Linked DNA regions of Triticum aestivum: region 2 is linked to region 1. The links are chromatin contacts, called in public Hi-C maps. All regions are on one chromosome and are shown on one strand. The core of a region is the stretch at or near the end of the contact, and the rest is flanking DNA. Distances in the headings are between cores, read along the strand shown.

The links. A called contact is a pair of places that touch in the nucleus more often than the background predicts.
Region 2: a contact with region 1 is called in a Hi-C map of leaf, with 4 times the contacts expected there. The contact joins the enhancer-like site here to the promoter of LOC123072032 in region 1. A contact is called at or near these places in 2 of 5 Hi-C or Micro-C datasets (both in leaf) and 1 of 1 datasets of contacts at active chromatin or transcription factors (leaf).

What each region holds. Positions count from the first base shown.
Region 1 is chr3B:726,530,161-726,534,204 of IWGSC CS RefSeq v2.1, forward strand. LOC123072032 (F-box protein At1g67340) reads right to left here and starts at 1,493. Exons shown (of 3, transcript XM_044495593.1): 1 at 1,119-1,493; 2 at 841-1,003; 3 at 1-729. The coding sequence starts at 1,363.
Region 2 is chr3B:726,613,543-726,616,363 of IWGSC CS RefSeq v2.1, forward strand. No RefSeq gene overlaps it. Among protein-coding and RNA genes, the nearest start is that of LOC123072032, 83 kb to the left of the region's middle. Within about 2 kb of position 1,284, at least 7 of the 8 cell types and tissues checked have an H3K27ac peak or open chromatin away from gene starts, as enhancers often do. A contact at or near this core is called in leaf, where this site is marked.

The sequences.
Region 1 (4,044 bases), core at 243-2,742:
GGCGGCGGCGGCGCCGACGAGCCAGCGGTCCATGGGCACGCACTGGGCCTTGTGGGCGCGCTTCCAGTCCAGGGCCTGGCACGCACGGGAGCAGTAGTTGGCCGCGCCGCACACCGAGCAGCGCCGGAACTCGTGCCGCCGCGTCTCCTTGCGCCCGCACCGCATGTGAGAGCACAGCCGGAGCTCGCCCTCGCCGTCTCCGCCGGTGGCCGCCGTGTCGGTCTTCTTGGCGCATGCCTGCACGCCACGCGACGCCCACCAGTCTGACATGAACTGGTTCGCCGTGTGGGGCTCCGCCTCCGGCAGGCTCCACCCGAAGTCGGAGAGGAGAGGAGAGCTGGTGACGCCGCCGGCGCCGCCTGCGACGGCGCCGATGGGGAGGGAGGCGAAGGAGTAGGTCGCGCTGGCCGCCGCGGCGGAGAGCGCGAGGGAGAGCTCGCGGGCGTTCGCGGCGACGAGGAGGCGGCGTCCCTCGGCCGGGTCGCGGCGCACGCCGTAGCCGTCCTGGAGGCAGTGCCCGAGCTCGCGGAGCGCGTCGACGTGGCCCAGCGCGGCGGAGCGCGCACAGAGCGCCGCCCCGGCGCGGAGGTCGCGGTCCGACTTGGCACCACCGCTCCCGTTGAATTGGATGACGGCCAGCGAGTAGAGCGCCGCCGGGTGCCCGCCGACCGCCGCCTTCGCGAGCAGAGCCGCTCCACCGCTCCGGCTGCCAAGGCAGTAGAACCGGATCTGCAAAAACGTAAGAAACTCGTCAGCGCTTGATCCCTGACACTCCGGCCATGCATGCATGGATGTCAAACCCGAACGATAAGTCAACAAGATTTGTTCGTCGACTCTTACCATGCCTAGAATGTAGCAAGCCTCGAGGTTGCCGGCGTCGGCGCAGCGCTTGAGAAACCGCTGCACGGGCTCCGACCACGCCGCCGCCTTGACGGCGAGCGACGCCGGCGAGGCCTTGGCGAACACCATGTCCTGCTGTCCCAGGCCGTTCAGCCTCTTGCACCTGAAACGTCAAAGGCACAAACACGTTCAGGCAACCAAACACATGAAGCAGCAGGAGTTGCTTGGCAAGAAGCAGTTGAACCAAACACGAAGGGCGGGGCGGGGCGCGGGCGTACGTTAGGTGGACGGACAGCAGGTCGGACGGTGAGTTCGCAGATGCGGCGAGTTTGGAGAAGATGGAGAGCACGAGGTCGTCAGGGATGCCATCCAAATAGTCCGGCCCCGAAGCCTGGCGCTTCCGGCGCCCACCAGACACTTCGCCGGCGGCGGCGGGCGAGCGCTTCCTCTTCTGGCCGGCCACGGGAGCCGCTGGCTCGACAACACCTCCGCAGGTATAGAGAGAGCCGCTCCTCGTCCTCATCTTATCTCTGGCTGCGCGAGCCGTGGTGGCGGGCCGGTCTCCGGAGGGAGGGAGGGAGGAGAGGGAGCGGCCGCGGGACGGGGAGAAGCGGTGGTGGAGTGGAGAGGAGATAGATGTTTCGGAAAAGGGATAGCGGGAGGCGCCTCGTTTTATACACGGGAGCTCCGGTCCGTACCGTGCCTTGGTGCGTGACCCTGCGTGAGCCGGGGGCGAGGCGTGCGGGGCCCGGCTGTCAGCCGGGTCCTGGTTTTATCCGTCCCGCTTTTAACTTTGCATGCCCTGCCAGTGCATGCCCTGCCAGTGGTAGAGTATAGTCTTGATGGCGTGTGAGGAGCAGGCTGCAGGCGTAGAGGCATCGATGCTGGCTGGGCTGGGCTTTATCTTTGGAGGAAAATGAATGCCGGGCTTTCAAAAAGAGCCATCTTTGCTGCGAGAAACAAGGGCATTATTGTTCGTTCATTCATTCATTCATTCACGACGCCAGGCAGTTTCGATCGCTATACGTAGTGCTCCTTCATTGCGTGTGCTTTTCAGTTGGTAAATTTTTACTTGCTTCGGTGGTCAAACGGTGGCGTTACCGGGAGTCCATAACACCAGTACCGTACGTGTTCTACTTGGAGGAGGAGGGTAGAGTACGGGCAATGGGTGGAGTGTTGGACGGGGCGTGCGTTTATTGCATCGGGTCGAAGTTGAACGGAAACGTGAAGGCACTCGGGCTGGGCTGTGCATGCGGCGGCGTTTCTGAGCTCACGACATAAACGCTTTCGGTCCAGGCTTAGGCTTAAGAGCATTTCCAACAGCCGCATTAAACTAGTGCCGCGTCGCAAAATAGGTCGTTTTAGCACGCGCGCAACGCGTCAGGGCGCTCCAGTGGGCGCGCAAAAACAGCGCGCGCGCTAAAACGGGTTGGACGCGCGGTGAAAAACACTTACCCGCGTGGCGTATTACGGACGCCCACTACAGCGAGCGGCACACTCGAGCGCTCGCGCCCGCTCTTCCTCTCGCGCTTCCACCCCCGACCGGCCGCGCCGCCGCCGCCGTCCGCGCACCCCGGCCACCGTCCCAGGCTTCCCCGGCCTATCCCCGCGCGCCCGCGCTTCCGCCCATCCCCTCCTAGTACCGCCGGAGCCCGCGCGCCTCCGTCGTCCGAGGAACAGCGCCCGAGCGCTCGCTGCCACGCCGCGCCCGCAAGGTGTTTGACAAAACGCCTACAAGGTATGTATTGCTCAAACTTCATTGATTTTGGTGCATGTTTTGAATTGTAGTTTTTATAGTATAGTATTGAACATTGTAGATGAGTTCGTCGTATGATTCTTCCGAAGAAGAATTTGATATGGAAGAGGAGGAGGATCTTGCAATGATCGTAGCTATGCATATCAATAAAAAACCGAAGCACGGTGGTTCGGTTATGGGTCGGGAGAAAATTTGGAGAGATATGATTGATGCACATAACAGATTGATGAAGAACTATTTCGTGGAGAATCCCACATACCCGGAGTCGTATTTTCGTCGCCGGTTTAGGGTGAGCACCGACTTGTTCAGGCGCATTGCAGAGAAACTAGCGAGCCATGACCGGTTTTCCCAGCAAAGGAGGAATGCCGCCGAAGAGCTCGGGCATAGCACTTTTTTGAAGGTGACAGCCGCTTTGCGTATGTTGGCATACGGTATCCCGGCTGATCTAGTTGATGATCATTTGGCTATGGGTGAGATCCAAGCCATCATGTGTGTCAAGCGCTTTGCAGTGGGAATTATGCAAGTGTTTGGCGAGGAGTATTTGAGATCTCCCACTGCTGAAGACGTCGCAAGGCTATTGGCGATGAACAAAGCGCGCGGCTTTCCTGGCATGCTTGGCTCAATAGATTGCATGCATTGGAGTTGAAAGAATTGTCCAAAGGCATGGCATGGGCAATTCCACGGCCAAAAAAAGGGTTCCACTATAATTCTTGAAGCGGTGGCCGATCAGGAGACTTGGCTTTGGCATGCATTCTTTGGAATGCCTGAATCTTTGAATGATATTAATGTTGTCAACCGGTCACCACTGATGAATAAGATTGCAAACGGTGAGTTGCCACCTGTGCAGTTTGTAGCAAATGGCCGTACGTACAACTATGGCTATTATCTAGCGGATGGCATCTATCCAAAGTGGCAAACCTTCGTGAAGCCGTTGAAAAAACCGGAAGGTAAGAAAAATCTTGATTTCCACAATGCTCAGGCGGCGGCTAGAAAAGATGTGGAGAGAGCATTTGGGATTTTGCAAGCCCAATTTGCTATTGTGAGAGGACCGGCAAGATTTTGGGATCAAAAAATGCTTTGGTACATCATGCACGCTTGTGTGATCATGCACAACATGATCATCAAGAATGAGCGTGGACACGATTTAGACTACTCACAGTATGAGCTCTTGGGACATCCCGTGCGAGTGCGGCGGAGGGCTGAAAGGGTAGCCCGTTTTGTTGCCTCCTATCATGCCATTCGGCGTCCCGCAACGCACAAGGAACTTCAGAATGATCTAATTGAAGAGTGGTGGACATGGCATGGACGGCAAAGAGCATGATGATATCTGCACTCGACATTGTATTGTTCATGAACTATTTGTTGTGTTGTAATAATTTATTTTGAACTATTTGTTGTTGTACTAAACGATAAACTATTTGTTTGAGTTGTAATGATTTATTTTGAAC
Region 2 (2,821 bases), core at 34-2,533, 83 kb after region 1:
ACTAATGGCAGTTGCGAACCGCGACCAAAGGCCCTTTTTCCACCAGTGAGGGCGAGGCCGGGGCGATGTGGGAATGACGTGTGATGAAACTTGAGCTTTTATTTGTTAAACTATATAATTTGTATTGAACTATTTGTTGAACTATTTGATTTATGTGATGAAACATGCCGAAACACGTTGAACCATGCCGAACTATGTGACGAACTAATTGATTTCTATTTGTATGCGAATATTCACACCGAAACACGCCGAACCGCGCCAAATATGGGTCGATTCACGCAGATATTGGGCCGTTTTTGGACACAGTTGGGTCGAAATCGGCGTCTGGGGGCGACCTGGAGGGCGACGGCTGGGTGTCCAACCACTCCCAGCGCCGAGTTTACCGCCGGCTCACCCTCAGGCCGCTCTTTTTCGACGCCCTGAGGGGCCGAACGGCTGAAAATGCTCTTACAAGTTTATGTTACTACCCATAGCACATAAAATGGTTTCCAACGCCAAAAGATTAGTATCCTTGAAGTTCAGCCTGCCCTGCAATTAGGTCCTAGATTCGCCACTGATCTGAACCAACTGCACCGAGAACTGCATAGAATCACTAGGCCTTGTATGGTTCAAGTTGAAGTTACGAGAAGCAAGGAGCAGAAGACAGGTCTATGGACACGAGAGTGGGATCTTCGTGTAATGAGCAAAAGGATGGCCAGGGAAACCACTGATTTCTCTGAAGCTTCTTTCGCCTTATCTCCACAACACCGAAAAGCCACAGCGCGACAGCAATACACATGCCAGGTAGCTGCCGTCGACCGGCCAGCAAAGAACATGGCCGCATCCACATCACACATCAAAGCAGGAGACGAGACGACCATAATATCAGCGCTCGCCCCAAGTGGACAAGAGCAGGGATCCGCACGCAGCCATCACGTCCCCGGAGAATGCACACGATATTTCCGAGCCACCATTCATCCATGGGCAGATCGGCCGTAGCCTATCGCACGCACCAGAGGAGCGACGAAGCCAGCGGTGCGCCACGAGAAGGAGAGGCCGCGGTGGGCGGACGTGGAGAAGCGGCGGTGACACGAGCCCGAGCCACCCATCCACATCGTGTGGTTAGCCGGATACGGGACGCCGCTGGCCGAGGAGGAGTTCGATCGATCGAGCGCGGCGATGGGAAACGAGACGAGCCGACGCAAGTGGGCGCGCGGGGACCGTGGCTTCGGCCAACCCGTGTGCCCCGTCGCCGGATTGCGCGACGGGCAGAGGATAAGCCGAGCCGCGTGCCCGCGTTCGGCGTGCGCTACGTGCCACGGCGCCACCGCTCCTGCCAAAACCCAATCTAGCAATCGGCAGGGGAATCTGGAGGACCCGATCTGGACGGACGACGGGATCTATCTCATCTCCTAGCGAGCGCGTCCACGTCCACACGTACGTAGTCCTACGACATCTGCGGCTGGATCGATCTCGCGAGCGTGCGTGGGTCGGGATCAACCTCCACCCGTCGTCCCTCATCCACCGGATCCAGCAGAACTGGCTGACGGCCGGCCGGCTGCTGATCGAGAAATCTTCGACTGGTAGTATGCGTACGTATCCCATCGCCGAGACCTACCTGGTGCAGTACTCTACGACGTAGTACAGCATGGATGCGAGCTTTTGGCCGTGATATTTTGCCGTCCTAGCTGGCATGCACGCATGCATGCATGCGTGCCCTCCTCCATCACTTGCGCCAATCAGCAGACACATGAACCTGCATGTGCGATAAGTTGGGGGCGAATTGAGCTGAGCAATGGGATGGGATGGTTCGTGCGTTGCACTTGCACCGCACATCAGCTAGCTACCTATCCACGCGCACACCAGGCCGCCGCTAGCTTTGGTGTTGCTAGTGGAGCGTGTGTCACGCGTGTGTCGTCCACTGATCAACGAGGTCTCCGCTGTAGTGCACGTAATCCCGCACCATGAGATCGATACTAGTGGAATAGTTGATTGTATTGATTGAGCCTCATGGGCATATATATAGGAGTACAAAGACCAACTTGGAGTACAAGACAAGGCATGACCAAATCCTAGTCTATCCTATACTTCCTAATAATCTTATACTCAACATCCCCCGCAGTCACAACGGTAGCGACGCAGACGGTGAGACTGGAGAAGAATCCGAAGGCAAGCCAACGGACACCCCCCACAGTCGTAACGGTCGACGGATCGCGGAGTCGTGGCTGGAGTGGCAACCGACGAGGTTGCTCAAGCAAGGCGATAGCCCTTTGTGCCGTTTGTCGAGGTAGCCGAGAGCGTGGGTGGTGGAGCCGTGGTCGAGGTAGCCGTGCGAAGAATGCCGTGGTCCATGTCGAGTCAGGGTGGCCGGTGTCGAGGAAGTCGCCGTGGAGCCGCGGGCGCAAGGGGGCGCCGAGTTAGCATGGGCGCAGTGGTGTCGAAGTAGGGGTGCGCCAGGAAGATGATGTTGTTGACGACGCGTCGCGGCGGGTTTGCCAAGCCCGGGGACACATCGTGGACGAAGGCACGCACCGGTGTTGCCAGCACCGGGCATGCGTAGACGGACGAAGACGAAGTTGACGAAGCACCGCACCAGGCTTGCCAGGCCCGGGGACACGTCGTGGACGAAGGCACGCGGCGGTGTTGCCAGCACCGAGCATGCGTAGACTGGGACCTGCACGAGCTGTACGCCATGTCGAAGAAGTTTGAGAGGACAGCAAAGAAGGACTCGACGACGGTTGCGGCGCCAATCGGCGCGGGGCCAATGTCGCCGCGGTTGTCGGAGTAGATGAAGCGGTCGGGGTAGATGACGGCGACGCTGGCGACGGGCTGGTGCTGGACG